Regions from separate parts of the Triticum aestivum genome. Here region 2 is linked to region 1. A link is a contact called in public Hi-C data. All regions are on one chromosome and are shown on one strand. The core of a region is the stretch at or near the end of the contact, and the rest is flanking DNA. Distances in the headings are between cores, read along the strand shown. Region 1 holds the start of LOC123079643 (CTD small phosphatase-like protein). Region 2 holds the start of LOC123079646.

Region 1 (7,863 bases), core at 3,619-6,118:
CCGCGGCCGGCACCTCGCGGCGGTCTCGCTCTTCTCGCACATGCGCGCCGTGGCGCGCGTCAAGCCCGACCTCTCGGTCTTCAACATCGTGCTCAACGCGTACGGGCAGCTGGACCTCGCGCGCGACGCCGACCGGCTCTTCTGGTCCATGCGCCGGGCCGGGGTGCCGCCGAGCGTCGTCACGTACAACACCATGCTCCGCGTGTACGGCGACGCCGGGCTGTTCGGGGAGGCGGTCCACCTCTTCGGCCTCATGTGCAGCACCGCCTCCGACGGCGGCGGCGGCAACAACGGCGCCGTCAGGCCCAACGTGGTGACGTACAACACCATGATCGCCATCCACGGCAAGGCGCTGGAGGACGACAAGGCCGGGAGCCTTGTGCAGCAAATGCAGGCCGGCGGCATCCAGCCCAACGCCGTCACCTACTCCACCGTCCTGTCCATCTGGGTCAAGGCCGGGAAGCTGGACCGCGCCGCCAAGCTCTTCGAGAAGCTGCGGGAGTCCGGCACGGAGATGGACCCGGTGCTGTACCAGACGATGGTGGTCGCATACGAGCGCGCCGGGCTCGTTTCGCAGTCCAAGCGCCTGCTGCGCGAGCTCAGAGACCCGGACCAGGCCATCCCCAAGGAGAGTGCCATGAAGATCCTGGCCAGCGCTGGGCGGGTGGAGGAGGCCGCGTGGCTGTTCCGCCGCGCGGTCCACACCGGCGAGGTCAAGGACCCGTCGGTGCACAGGGCGATGATGGGCCTGTTCGCCAAGAACAGGCGGCACCGCAGCGTGGTGGAGGTGTTCGACGAGATGAGGAAGCTGGGCCACCTGCCGGACTCGGAGACGATCGCGGTCACCATGAACGCCTACGGCAAGCTCAAGGAGTTCGACAAGGCCGCGGGGCTGTACCGGGCGCTGAGGGAGGAAGGCTGCGTGTTCTCGGACAGGGTGCACTTCCAGATGCTCAGCTTGCTCGGCGCTCAGCAGGACTTCGAGGCGCTGGAGCGGCTGGTCGGCGAGCTTGGCCATGACCCCAGCATCGACAAGAGGGAGCTCTATCTCGTGTCCGCCGGCGTCTACGAGAGAGCGTACAGGTTTGATGAGGCGGCACAGATTATCAGCCAGATACGAAGTTCCAATGATTTTCGCGTCCAGAAACTCAGATAAGAAGCTTGTAAATATCACTATATCAGCTGGTTAGATTTATAAACACATGATTTTGGTAAAATGCTGGTAACATTCCTCGATTTTTGCATCCAGAAACTCAAATAAGAAGCTTCAGTACCTCTTATCACGTCCAGAGTCCAGACAGCAGAGATTCTGACAAAATTGGAATGCCAGCAAGCTTAAAATCCAGGTCTTGTGACTTGTAAATGTCAGCAAGCTTAAATATCAGATAGTTAGATTTATAAACACACGATTTTGGCGAAAATGCTGTTAAAATTCCCTGGACAAGTTTTTTTTGTTTGTGAATTTTACCAAACATTTCTCACTGAAACCTTGATTAAAAGTTAATGCAGCCTCTTGACATCATGATAATAGACCTTGAACTGTGCATTAGATTAAATGAGCTATCAACAAGCAAATTTACAACAGAAGGTGATATACAACAATTGATGTTACCACCGATACAAATAAGACATTCTGCTAGATTACAATTCCTTTACCTCCAGACATGGCAATCCCGTATGAACAATGACATGATCTTATATCAGGGAAGAGAATCTAAAAATGAATATAAATAATAATGTACAAGTGCTCTCCCCCTAATAAGGGACATATGGCGTGGCAGGCACTTGATTCTTCTCCACCTAAACAATTCTTAGAGAGCCTGATCAGTTCGAGGGATCCCATGCTTTTGGAACCATTCTGGCATATGAAACCTTTCGTACAGGGCTGGCCTCACATCTCTCTGGACAGAGAGATGCTTCAGGAGCGGGAAGATAACCTCCATCAGCTGAAAAACAGTACAAAAAAAATCAATGAACATGTACAAATTAGAGGACCGGAACCATTGAATGACTGGTGTCCATTATCAGTTACTTGATCGTCTGAGTGTTGTCCAGCTGAAAATGGAACACAGGGTATTCCATTCAAAGGCTGCACTATGAAGCTGAACGGATTGTTGTCGACAATGACGATTCTACTGAAATCTTTTGACAGGCAAGAAAGATCTTTCACATGCTCTCTGTATTCCCTGAAATTGCACACCGCTGCTGATATCAGAAAATGAACTTGCTCGCTACTGTAAAGGTTTAGGTTATTGGCAAATAAGTATTGTATGCACTATCAGCCAGTCTTACTCCAAACAAGTATTATGTGCAAAAACATGCATGCAGAGCCGAAGAAAGCACCATCGATTCATTACTAAAGACTAGCACAGGGACATGCCTTGTAGGCAAGCAGAATTGATGAGCTGCTTCTTTCTTCTTTTTCTAAAATTGGCGCTATAAGGCATGACGGAGGGTATGGATGGACCATGAAGAAGAGACAATAAATCCCTTATATTCTGGCCGCCCTGCCTTTGCAGTGCGGCACCCTTCATGGCTGGCATTGCACCGCAGAGATCCAGGGTCACGCCCCCCAACAGTGCAGACTGTAGATATCTTCGTCGCTCTAATCCTTACACTACTCAAGTCTCACACTGCAGATTACCATCTTCGCTCTAATCTTTTCAGTAATCACCCACTGTATGGTACATTTGGTGCATGACATGCCTTAAAAGAAAGGATTGTGTTAATATTGTCAGTTTGTCACTCAAATTGATGGGAAACGACCAATCTCTAGTATTGAACTCATACAAATTATAAATAAACTACATGCGCTTTTCCACCTAAAGAACTGCTGGTTTGCATGTAACATTCAACTGATTAGTTGTGTACACATCACAGGAAGCAAAGTAATGATGGCTATCATCAAGATGCAGCAGCAGCAACAGCAACAGCAACACAATGTTACAAAATCACCTGTATCCTATGGGGAAGTTTCTGTAACACTTACGTAGTAACAGTTGATGGACGATAAAGACGGAGTTTGAACCTATTGTGAGCATCTATTATGTCCACTAAAGGTCTTGCATAACCTGAGGAGAAATTTGGACAGGTATGGTGAGGAAGCTGACTGGGATCATGTGACGGGAGAGATGAATAAAATATTAGCAGCCACCATACCTTCCAAGCCCGCTGTAAAGAGGATAAGATCTGCGAATTCACTAGTTTTCTGCAAGAACTCATGCAGACCAGGACGTTCAAAGACAGTAACATGATTCACCTTTTGTTTTCCTTCAACATCCTTTACAGCTCACCAGAAAAAAATTCCTTTATCAGTAACGATTAAAAGGATAACACAATAAAGTAGCAAGAGCCGAAGGTTGGTACCTTATCAGTTGATATGCACTCCATGTCAAAGCAATGTAATCCAGCTTCAACAGCTTGGGTGCGTACAATAGGAGGAAGACCAGATGATTCGTACGCAGAAACTAAAGTCTCGTCCAAGTCAAGCACTACCTGAAAGGCAGTCCATATTTGTTCAGAGATAATGAATGAGTTTACAGCAGAATCGTTAAAGCTGACTTCACACTAAATGTGGCTTGGATTTAGTTTTAACACAAATATTAATTCAGTTGATTCTATTTTGTGGGAAGCCATAAGCTCATCATACTAAATACAGTATGCTTATAAGAACCCTGTTATGAGTATATGTGCCAGTAAAACAGCACACATGCCGATTCATCTATCATCACCAAATGCGTAATATCATAATTCATATCCAATCACGCTGCCAGTATTGACGGGCAGACTCAGATATCTTCTCAAAGAACACCAGCGACAAGAAGTTTCCCAGAAATGGTCTCTCACAAATTGACTACAAGATCAGTGATCAGAAACAATATATTGCCCAATTAAGTATTTGATCCAGTAAAGGTAGCAACACCAGGATCCTGTAAATTTTCTGAACCAGCCCTTGTCTAGAGATGAGATTAATGCAGTTGTTGGCTAATAAATCAATAAGCCCTTGTTTTGGGATGGAAGTGGCTACTAACACCAACTAAGCTTTTGTTTTGGATTTGCAACACAAGTGACTCTAGGTGTTCGTAATCGGAGACGGTGATTATTTACCACCCGACACCCCGAAATGGCCTGCTCTATATCACACATACTAATTCAGCAGCAAATAAAACATACTATCAATCAAAGCTAACTGAATTAACCAGGCAGAACACCCAATTAGCTCAAACCAACCCCTCCGCCTAATCCCAAATTCACCAGCTCGAAGACAGAAATGGACGGCAATTGGATGGAGACACTCCTCCTACATCCACTTCCTATCGGAAATGGAATCCGTCTCCTTCCAAAGTATCTATCCCCCCCTGCGCAGAACACCGAATAGCTCCAAGGAACCCAATGAAAAACCGAATCTTCCGTACCGTGAGGCGTTGGAGGGGCTCGGGCGGGGGCGCCGGGACGGGGGCGGCGTCGGCCGGGATCTCGGAGCGGAGCGGCATGAAGGCCACCTCCGGCGACGGCTGGTCGGGGGCGGCCGAGGCGGATGAGAGGAGCGGGTAGCGGAAGCCGACGAAGGAGAGGAGCTGGGCGCAGGAGGGCGTGCCGCGGAGGATCTGGAGCAGGACCTGGAGGAGGAAGCCGATCCAGCCGACGACCGCCTGCCACGCCTGCGTCGCCGCCTTCCCGCGCTGCTGGTGCTGCGCCGCCGCCGCCGCGGTCGGCGAGTAGACCTCCGCGGCCGCCATGGGCGCCAGGGACGGGCTGCCGGGGCACGCGGCGGGGGGGGAGGGGGCGAAGCGAGGCGAGGCCGGAGGCGACCGGAGGGAGGGGGAGGTGGTGGTGGTCGGGTGGTCTTTGTGGCCGCGTGCACGTACGTGGGGGCGGGCGTGGGCGTGCCCGGGTGGGCTTAGCGGAACAGGGGATCGGTGATTGGGGGGCGGATTCGGTGGGCCCGGCGGTCAGCGAGAGTAGGGCTAAACTGGCGAGCTGCCGGAAGTGTAGTAAATTGTCATACGTGCACCCGGAGTTTTCTCTTGGTCACCAGTAGAAGTGGAGTTTTTTTTTTTTGTCTGCATGCATTTCTGGCTGCTGGCTTGATGCTTATCTGCTCGTGTTAACCTAATTTGTTTTGTTTCGACGAAAGTATCAATGGTGGTGCAGTAATGTTGACAGATTAATCAAGTCAATCAGGCTACGTTGATTTCGTTTGCTCGGCAAAGTTTCGTTGATTTCAAAAGTATATTAAGGACTAATCGTTGTTTTTAATCATGAGGATTAAGATACTTTCTCCATCCCGAATTACTCGTCATAGAAATGGATATAAAAATTGCACTAATTAACTTTAAAAATCACTATTGTTGTATAAAATCATACTCTTCGTCCCATAGTATAAGACGTTAAATATTACTTCCTCTGTTTCTGAATATAAGTCTTTTTAGAGATTTTCCTATGAACTACATATGGATGTATATAGACATATTTTAGAGTGTAGATTCACTCGTTTTGCTTTACATATAGTCCATATGGAATCTCTAAAAGGAGTTATATTTAGGAACATGCGGAGTAGTTTAGTACCATATACTTAGATTTACCAGGTGACGACGCTTCTTTCTACATATGCCGAACTAAGCATAGCTTAGGGTCAGATTTCTTGTGGTGAAATCAACCCATCAGGTTTGAAGTGTTAGACTTGACAAAGATGTTCACATATTTTTTCGGATTTATTCGAGACTTCTCTATGCTATCTTTTAGTTTCAATATGACATGTTGAATTAAGTTTTTTGGAGGTGTTCATAGAAATAGAGTTTGCATGTGTGCGTGCATATGGATAGGTATACATGTGTGCCTTCATAAGTTTTCACCCGCACGTGCATTTCTAGGGATATAATGCACGTGCGAGCGATCATATAGATGAGTGTCGTGCGCATTATTCATGTATGTGATTAACTATGTTAGAAATACATAGAGAAATTAAGATAGTTGGATCAGGTGTTTACATTTTTACTCCGCAATTGCAGGAAATATTCCTTTCTCCCAAAGATGTTATTGCTGTATTGCCCTGCCCTGAAGGGATGCTCGGCCGATATTTCTTTCTTGGTGATTGTACCTAAGTAGGTCATTTTCAGAAAAGTTTGTGCCTAGGTAAGCAGGCACCTCTGATCCCTTTTGTGTTCTCAACAACAATGAAAATGACGTGGGCCATGGTCACTGAATATACTACTAGTAGTGCTGATGTTTCGTGTAAAAGTTTGATAGTAAAAGACACCTAACTGGAGCCAGCCAATGGGAGAGGCAAAACGACCTTATCTTGTTTGTTTGTTTTTGCGAGAAAAAACGACCTTATCTTGTTGGGCCGAAGTCTTGTCTATCACGTGTTTAATACTAATATCCAAATGTAAAAAGAGTATAGTTCCCCCTAGAGTACGGCAAAACATCGGAGAAAGTATCCGGTGAAGACCAAGTGATAGTCATGTTTCAAAATCTCTAAAGATGAAGGTATTGGAGATGAGATCTTCTAAAGAACATGTCAGGTTTCAGTTTCAAATCCCCTAAAAAATTATTTCAGTTTCAAATTCAACTTCGTGTTTGAGCTATGAAAAAACAAAATCCAGCAACCCACAAATGTGAAACATGTTAAATTATTGTGATTGATGACAATTTTTTTAGCTCAAGTGCAATTAAATTTGAATTTGAAACCTTACATGTTTGTAAAACATCCGAAGCATGTGATGTAGTGTTTTAAAGTGTCTTTTAAACATTTCAAACATGGTTTTTTTACTTGGTTTTCACCTTATATTTTTCCAAAACATTGTTGTTGCGCCTAGCCGAGAAACGACAAGCTTCGTTAGTGCAAAACATACAATTCTCTTTTGAGATTACAACCCACAAAACTGCTGCGGTGTGATTGTATATGTGCTACTTACTGTACCCTCTCGGCACAAAATAGAAACACATATTAGCCTAGACTCGCATACTAAGGAAGAGTTAAGGGGTTCCTTATGTTTCATGTGTTGGCTCATATAGTTACTGATCATAAATAGTTCTCTATCGGTCGATGTGCCTCAATTTCCTAATACGCAATGCAAGAAAAAAGTAAAACTATGAACCCCTTTTTACACACACAGACGAAATACTTCGCAACGTGCGTATCTTAAATAGATAGCTTCACTAATCCAATTCTCTCAACATGCAAGCATGCAACATCTATAGGAAAAAGACTCATGACAACATGCAAACATGCATGAGAATTTCCAACTATATAATAATCAAACTTTGACTATCTAGGACAACAACAAAAATATGAGGTATATATCACAAAAGATACACTATTGGATTTGTATTCAAAACAAGTTTTCCACAACATGATTTTTAGGTCATGCAGTTTATATTTTATTAGTTAAATTTATGGTCAAGTTTTGACCCAAATGAAAAGGGGGCTAATAAACCTGGACAGAAAGTAGCTGATAATTTATCAGCAAACGAATATCCATTTCTAAGCCCAGGCTCATCTACACCTGGAGAAGAGAAAATTCACAAAATATAGTTAAAAAATATATCAAAAATCCGATTTTTTTCTGCATAAAAGATAATTTGTTATGGGTTTGGACATATGAGTAGCCCTCAGTAAAAAAGACAAATGATAAGAACAATACATGAACAATAAACTTTTTCATAGACCCTAAATTTGTCAGTTTTGCCGAGAGCTACTCGGACACCCAAATGCTCTGAAATTTGAAGCGCACCTCACGCACTAAATTATCTTCCATGCAATGTATTTTCTAGTAGAAGTTTTGAATTTTCTATTCATCGCGGGTGCAGCTTAGCCTGGGCACCGAATCGCCCCGTACCAAAGTACTGCAGTGTATGTAT
Region 2 (7,863 bases), core at 1,767-4,266, 160 kb after region 1:
CCCATCTAGGCTAGATCCATCTAGAGGGCCGGCCCCCTCTCCCCTTCCCCATATATATATTGAGGGGGTGGGAGGGCAGCCACACCCTTCCCTTGGCGCAGTCCTCTCCTCCTCCAACTCCTCCTCCTCCTCCGTAGTGCTTAGCGAAGCTCTGCCGGAGAACCACGAGCTCCATTGCCACCACGCCGTCGTGCTGCTGGAGTTCTCCCTCAACTTCTCCTTTCCCCTTGCTGGATCAAGAAGGAGGAGGCGTCCCCGGGCTGTACGTGTGTTGAACGCGGAGGCTCCGTCCGTTCGGCGCTAGATCGGATCCTCCGCGAGTTGAATCGCCGCGAGTACGACTCCATCAACCGTGTTCTTGTAACGCTTCCGCTTAGCGATCTTCAAGGGTATGAAGATGCACTCCCTCTCTCTCGTTGCTAGCATCTCCTAGATTGATCTTGCTGACACGTAGGAAAATTTTGAATTATTACTACGTTCCCCAACAACTACATCATACGTAAGAACCCCGTGCACATCATATTTGCATTGCCCTTTAGTCTACTAAATTTCATATTTCTTTAACAATGGTAACCCAAAGAACTAAAGCACTTCGTTGATCTATCATGATCGTGGATTGCCAGAACTAAAGCACTCCACCATGCCGTCAAGATCAGAAATATGCATGTTAAAGATAAGCAACAAGAACATCAGGTAATAGATTTCATTGATTACCTGCACAAATAATTTTCAGCAATAGATCTCATTTGTTACAAAATTATATTGTGCAATACCCATACATCTCATGCCACTGTAGAACGCAACAAAAAACAAAAAAATTGTACTACGAGCACGCCAGGACCACCAAGAAGATGCATCCAAGGTTTGATCTGATCATTATTGACTCAAAGCGCAATGGAAGGAGAGTCGGTGGAGATCCCAACCGCGAGGATGTTTTCCCTCGGATAGTTCTCAGACGGTCCCTCGGACAGCCCTTCGGAAGGCCCTTGGACAGAAACTTGAACAGTCCCTCGGACAGCCCTTCGGGAGGCCCTCGGACAAAACCTCGGCATATCTCTCGAAATAGGAAAAAGTCCATTTTAAACCTTGAATTTGTAGAGGTTCGGCGAAATGAACCCTCAGGTCGAAATCCCGGTCGATTGCACCCTGAACTATGCAATCCCGGTCTAAATCGAACCTTCGGGTCGTTTGGATGGCCGGGATTCGGACATTTCGTACAGGGCGCACACCAGCTCCTGCTGGGCCAGCCCGCTTTAGTTTTCTTCAATTAAGAAACAAAAATTCGCAAAGGGCGCTACTCCCTGCTGGGCCGGCCCGCATAATATTTTTCGTTAAAAAGCAAAAAAAAAACTCTGCTCGAACACGAGACCCCATGCTGGTGCTATTTGAACGAAAAAAAAGAAACTTCTGAACTAGAATTTCAAAAATAAAAATATTTTACAAAATTTGAAAAAAAATCACGGATTTAGAAAAAGTTCAACAATTTTGAAAGAAGTTCATGGGTTTTCAAAAGAAAAGTCCACGGATTTGGGGAAAAAATTCATAGATTTTGAAAAAGAAACTGTAAAATTGAAAAAGTGTTCGTGCATATTTTTCTTTAATATTTCTTTACTTTTTTTTTGTTTTTCATGTATATATACAAAGTTCATTGCGTATATTAAGGAAATGTTCACAGTAATTTCCAAAAATTTCACTCATTTAAAAAATGTTCATCTTGTATTAGAAATTTGTTGTATATCGCACAATTGTTGAATATTTATTCCAAATTTGTTCAACATATATTACAAAAATGTTCATTTATTAATATTTTTTTTAAATGCTATCATATATTTGCCGCGAGTTTGAATTATGTTCCACCACCTTTTCATTTTTGTTCGCGTGTCCAAAATGCGTACAATACAAATTTTGTGCGCTTTTTAAAAAAAGTTTCTGTTTTAACTTTTTTTGTCGCTAAATTAAAAACATTCCTGTTATATATTTTCTAAAAATACTAAAAACTGTTCACAATCTCAAAAAGTGTTCGTGTTTTTCGTAATTTGTTTGTTTTTCAGATTTTTTTTGAAAATTGTTCACGTTTTTGGAATCTATTTGGGGTTGCAAATTTTGTTCATGTTTCATTTTGAAATCAGAATTACAAAACACCTTCACTTTTCCAAAAATATGTAATACAAAAAAGTGCGGCATCTTAAAACTGCTAGCAATTTTCAAGAAATGTTTTCGAAAATGTTTTCCAATCTCAACGCTGCTGTCTATTCTTATATATTTCTGCACCGTTATGTTTAGGTTGCTGTTCGTGATGTAGTGGCTAATGGCTCTTGGTTGGTCTCCGCGGTCGTGGGATCGAGTACTGGTACTCTCTGTTGTGAATTTCATCATTTTTTGTCGCGCGGAAAAGGAAACGAAACAACGGGCGGGTTGGTGGGCCGGCCCAGTCTATCAAGCCTGTGCGTTGAGTTGCTGATATGCCGCCCCTTGGCCCATCAGCTACACAAATCCCGGTTAACTGTAGCCAGGATTTAATTTAGACCGGGATTGCCTAATTTAGGGTGCAATCGACCGGGATTTTGACTTGAAGGTTCATTTCACCGAACACCTACAAATTCAGGGTTTAAAATTGACTTTTTTCCTCGAAATAAGATCAAAACTACGACCTTTCTACCGGGTTGCACACATCCGATGACAACTAACCAACAAGGCTTCGCCGTCCAGAATTAGGCCCTACAGAAAACTAGACAACCTATCGGTGTACGAAACTATTTTGTGAAGAGGGAGATAGAAAGCCAGATCATTGCATGACACGGTTGAAGCGGTCTCATTATCAGACATGTACATGGTGGAGGTTGGACAGCCGCAAAACCTCCCCAGATTTGATGCCGGTTTGTAAGAGTTCGGATGCGTGAATCCATTCATAAATATATATGCGGGACGATGTTGGATGGCAGAACAAGATCCACACGCGTTGAAGATGCCATGGCATAAAAAAGACAACGGCCTTGCGGATTTTGCAAAGCTGCTGCCCGCGTGTCGCGTCATGGTTGCGCTCGTGTACAGCGCCGCTCATTCGGACTGGACGCGTGGACAGATTACGAGAGAGATGCACCGGAGCACCCACGCCGCACGGTGGCCTGGTACTAGCACACTGCGGCGCACCACACCACACCACACCGTGCACGCTTCGGTTTCGGCCACGGGAAAACGTTTGGGGATGGATGCGCTGGGCCTCCTGGGCCGCGTGTGCCGCCTCGGCCACTTCTGCCGCCGCAGCACGGCCACTCCTCCCCCTCCCTCTCCCCGCCCCCCTCCTCGCAGCAACAGCGGCAGAGCCGTGCGCGCCGGAGCCAGAGCCACCTCGTCGTCGGCGCCGCAGGCGATGGAAGCCAAGCGGGAGGAGGAGCCGAGGGTGGTGACGCTCCGGCCGGTGGAGGCCACGCCGGAGTCCTTCGCGCCCTTCGGGCAGGTCATCGCCGCCTCCCCCGACGGCGACCAGTTCGGCCCCCACGACGCCCAGCTCGACCTCAGCCGCGGCATCCCTAGGTTCGATTCTGCACATACTAGTACCAACGAATCATCCTCTTCTACTCTGTCCTGGACTAGAGCCCTCTCCGCTTTGGCAGGTTCTACATCATGAGATTGGAGAGTAGGCCGCTCAAGTTCTCGTCCATCACCCACCACGCCAGCGTCACGCAGTGCCTGGGCTCCATCGGCGGCCAGGACTGGTACCTCGGCGTGGCCAAGCCTTCCATCCTTGACGGGGCGACGGAGCAGAGTGGTGGCGGGACTGCCGTGCAGTCGCGCGCTGGGCATTTCTATCTGCCTCCCGATCCGTCCGAGGTCTGCGTCTTCCGGGTCTCTGGTCCCAAGTTTCTCAAGCTGCACGCCGGGACCTGGCACGCCGGGCCGCTGTTCAAGGCAGACGCCGTGGATTTCTATAACCTGGAGCTGAGCAACACCAATGTGAGTGATATATCATTGCACTGGTATTATATAAGTTCATTACTGGATTTAGTTCGCTTGGAAAACAATAGTCCCATCTGGCTTCTAATTAATTCTAGGAAGTTTTGTCCAGCTTTGCAGTTGCAGTGTCATTGTTGGTTGGAATAAAATTGAACGTGTTCGTTTCGTGCGTCTTCTTAGAGCAGTAGCGCCTCACATATCACTGGTCTTAATTTTGAAATGCAAGAGAAGTCACAATACTAAGATAAGAGTTCATTTTGAAGTAGCTTCTATGGTAATACTGTAGACAATACTGAAGTTGCGGTCTCAATTTTCAGAAATTTCATGAGGCAGTTCATAATATACGATTTTTTGTGCATTTTTCACACTTCGCACACGAGTACGTTACCTCAAGTTTTAATTTCAGAGAGTTTGTCAGACAGTTCATGATGAGTTCACAATTATGTACGCATTTCAATTATAAAGCTTTCAGTTTCACTTAGGCCATGTGCTAGTGCTACCCACAGTGGTACATTCATCCTGCCAAAAGTGAACTATTGTGAGCTGGAGTTGGAAAACCACCAACCTTTCTTATACTGCTATTGTTTGTAGAGTGGGAAGGCTATTAAAACTATTGCTGCTGCATTATCATCTTATAGATGTTCATCATTCATCCGCTGGAGTTGGAAACCAACCTGTCCTATCCTGTCCTAGGTTGAATAGTCTAAAGTAGTGTTGAAATCCCGATGTACTCCATCCAGATTTTTCTAACGGAGGAAATGTTGTGCACCCAATCTAAAAGAGCTCGCATATCCTTTAGAGTTTAGATCAAGCCCAGTGTGTTGTATCAAAAAGAATTCAGTCATGTAGCTGATTACATCTCCCTTACCAGAAGTTGGCTATACACATCAACTTTAAGTTTATCATCTCATCGTTTCTTTAGGGCATGAAATTATAAAACTATGTTATTTTAACCTGGAGGTGAGCAACACCAATGTGAGTACCATACTGCCATGTCGTTGCATTTATAAGTTCATTCTTGCATTTAGTTTGTCTGGAAAACAGTTTTTTTTTACACGCAATAGAATTGCGCGTCATATCGTTAAGAGAGGGAAACAGCTGTTCCATCTGGCTTCTAATAATTCCGAGGTAGTTTTGTCTAGCTTGGCAGTTGCAGTGTCATTGTTAGTTATAAAACTGGACTTCATAGCACCGACCTTAATTAGGAGACCTGAGGGAAACCACAATACTAAGATAAAAGTTTCTTTTGTGTACTTCTATGCTAGTGTAGACAATACTGAAGTTGCTGCCTCCATTTTCAGAAGTTTCATGAGGCAGTTTAGTTATGATATATGAACATTTGTGCATTTTTTACACTTTTTGACAAGTACGTTAGCTAACTCTCAATTTCAGAAAGTTTGTCAGACCGTTCATGATGAGTTTGCAGTTTTATGGTAGTACCTATTACACTTACAAGTCCATGTGCTATCTACAGTGGTATTCATCCTGTCTTAAGTAAACTTTTGTGAGCTGGAGTTGGAAAACCGCCAACATTTCTTATACTGCTATTGTTTGTAGAGTCGGAAACCTATTAAAACTATTGCTGTTGCATTATTATCTTATAGAAGTGCATCATTCATCCGCTGGAGTTGGAGACCAACCTGTCCTATCCTGTCCTAGATTGAATAGTCTAAAGTGGAGCTGAAAGCCCGATGCACTCCACCCAGATTTTTCTAATGGAAGAAATGTTGCGCACCCAATCTAAAAGAGATCGGATATCCTTTAGAGTTTAGATCAAAAAGAATTCGGCCATGTAGTTGATCACATCTCCCTTACCAGAAGTTTAATTATACACATCAACTCTTAAGTTTATCATCTCGTCTCTTTAGGGTGTGAAATTATAAAAATTGTGTTGTTACTTTAACCTGGAGCTGAGCAACACCAATGTGAGTGCCGTACTGCCATGTCGTTGCACTATTATAAGTTCATTACTGCATTTAGTTTATCTGGAAAACAGCTGTTCCATCTGGCTTCTAATAAATCCGAGATAGTTTTGTCTGGCTTTGCAGTTGCAGTGTCGTTGTTAGTTATAAAACTGGAACTTCATAGGACCGACCTGAATTAGGAAATGTGAGGGAAACCACGATACTAGGATGAGAGTTGCTGCCTCCACTTCCAGAAGTTTCATGAGGCAGTTTAGTTAGGATACATGAACATTTGTGTATTTTTCACACCTTGCACTACTGCGTTAGCTAAATTTCAATTTCATAGAGTTTGTCAGACAGTTCATGATGAGTTTGCAGTTTGTGCTACTGGTATGTGCAGTGGGTACATTCATCCTGTCTTGAGTAAACTTTTGTGAGCTGGAGTCGGAAAACTACCAGCCTATATTATTAATTATTTTGGTAGTGAGTCGAAATCTTGATAGGAGTATTGTAGAAGTGCATCATTCATCTACAGGAGTTCTAAACCAACCCGTCCTGTCCTGTCCTGTCCTAGATTGAGTAGTCTAACTTGGTTTGAAAGCCTGATGTACTCCATCCAGATTTTTCTAATGGAAGAAATGTTGTGCACCCAATCTAAAAGAACTCGATCGGGTACCATTTAGGCCAAACTCAAAATGTTGGGACTAAAAATGGTTTGGTTCGTCCAAGTAGTTGATCATCACATCCCATCGTACTATAAGAAGCTACTTCCTCCGTCCCATAATGTAAGACGTTTCACATCCCATCGTACTATAAGAAGCTACTTCCTCCGTCCCATAATGTAAGACGTTTTTTGACACTATGTCAAAAAACGTCTTACATTATGGGACGGAGGGAGTACTAATTATACGTATCGAGTGTAACTTTATCATCTCATATGTATAGGATGTGAATGAATTCATAAAATTATGTAACTTTATCCTGCTCTTTCTAGACATGGTTCTCTCGAGTCTAAGCCAAGGGCATTTGCTTCACTTGGCTGTTGGCTGCACGACAGTAGTTCCCATCTGACCATACTTGTGAAATCTGCAGGTTGTTGATCACACCACGCACTACTTCAAGAAGCAGGACGGCGTAACCTTTGTGATCGAGGACTGAGACGCTGCATGTCACTGACCACGACCTATGCACAAAAGCTCAGCGCACCGTGTGCCTCACGGACGCTGTTCGGGCCCTGTCCCTCTGTATGATGCACGTCCAGTATGTATATGCAATAATGTACTGCAAGTCACGTGTACTTCGTACGCTGCTCCTTTTTGGCTCCTTGAGCGTTTATTTGTGTCGTTGTTTCTGCTGACACACATCATAAATTCTTAGTACCAGGCCAAGCCGTGCCGCGCCGGCCATGCCCTAGCGAGCGAGCGGCAGCCGGCCGCGCCGTGCACATGGGCACGGAGGCCGGCGTGAATGCGCGGCCGCCGCCGGGCCCGGGCCCTCCCGGCGCGCGACACATGGCGCGTCCACCCCGACGGTGGGTGCAGGCCCCGTCGGCATCCACGTCTGCCCGTCCGGCCGCCGTAGAGATAGTTGGCGTGCCCGCAATGGTCAGAGCAGAAGCAAAGCACCCATGCCGATTACCCGGCGCTCCCGATTAATTAGCAATGACTTTATATAAGCGCACGGCGCGAGGTGGCGACACGGGGGGCGCCGGACGACAAAGTACTACTAGTACCACTCCCTCCCTGTCCGTCTGCTCGACCCGATCAGCTCGCCACCAGCAAGCAACCGCTCTTTTTAGCCCCCACTCGCTCCACTCTCCTCACGATCCCTCCCCCACTCCGGCCGGCCACGCACAGAGCGGAACGCTCCCCGACTCCGGCCAAGAGCTCCAGCCCCGATCGTCGTCGTCCATGGTGAGGTCCAACTCTATCGACAGCTGCTACTCCTCCATCCAGGACGTCACCTACAGGTACCTTCCGCTTCCACTTCCAGTTCCATCCACACC

The links. A called contact is a pair of places that touch in the nucleus more often than the background predicts.
Region 2: a Hi-C map of leaf shows a contact between it and region 1, with 9 times the contacts expected there. The contact joins the promoter of LOC123079646 here to the promoter of LOC123079643 in region 1. A contact is called at or near these places in 4 of 5 Hi-C or Micro-C datasets (leaf and root).

What each region holds. Positions count from the first base shown.
Region 1 is chr3D:458,057,151-458,065,013 of IWGSC CS RefSeq v2.1, forward strand. LOC123079643 (CTD small phosphatase-like protein) reads right to left here and starts at 4,869. Exons shown (of 6, transcript XM_044502441.1): 1 at 4,416-4,869; 2 at 3,367-3,495; 3 at 3,160-3,280; 4 at 2,990-3,071; 5 at 2,033-2,186; 6 at 1,529-1,946. The coding sequence starts at 4,739. The coding sequence ends at 1,812.
Region 2 is chr3D:458,219,873-458,227,735 of IWGSC CS RefSeq v2.1, forward strand. LOC123079646 reads left to right here and starts at 3,017. Exons shown (of 3, transcript XM_044502443.1): 1 at 3,017-3,534; 2 at 3,615-3,954; 3 at 6,951-7,209. The coding sequence starts at 3,032. The coding sequence ends at 7,016. It overlaps LOC123079647, which reads left to right and starts at 7,543. Exons shown (of 2, transcript XM_044502444.1): 1 at 7,543-7,827. The coding sequence starts at 7,769.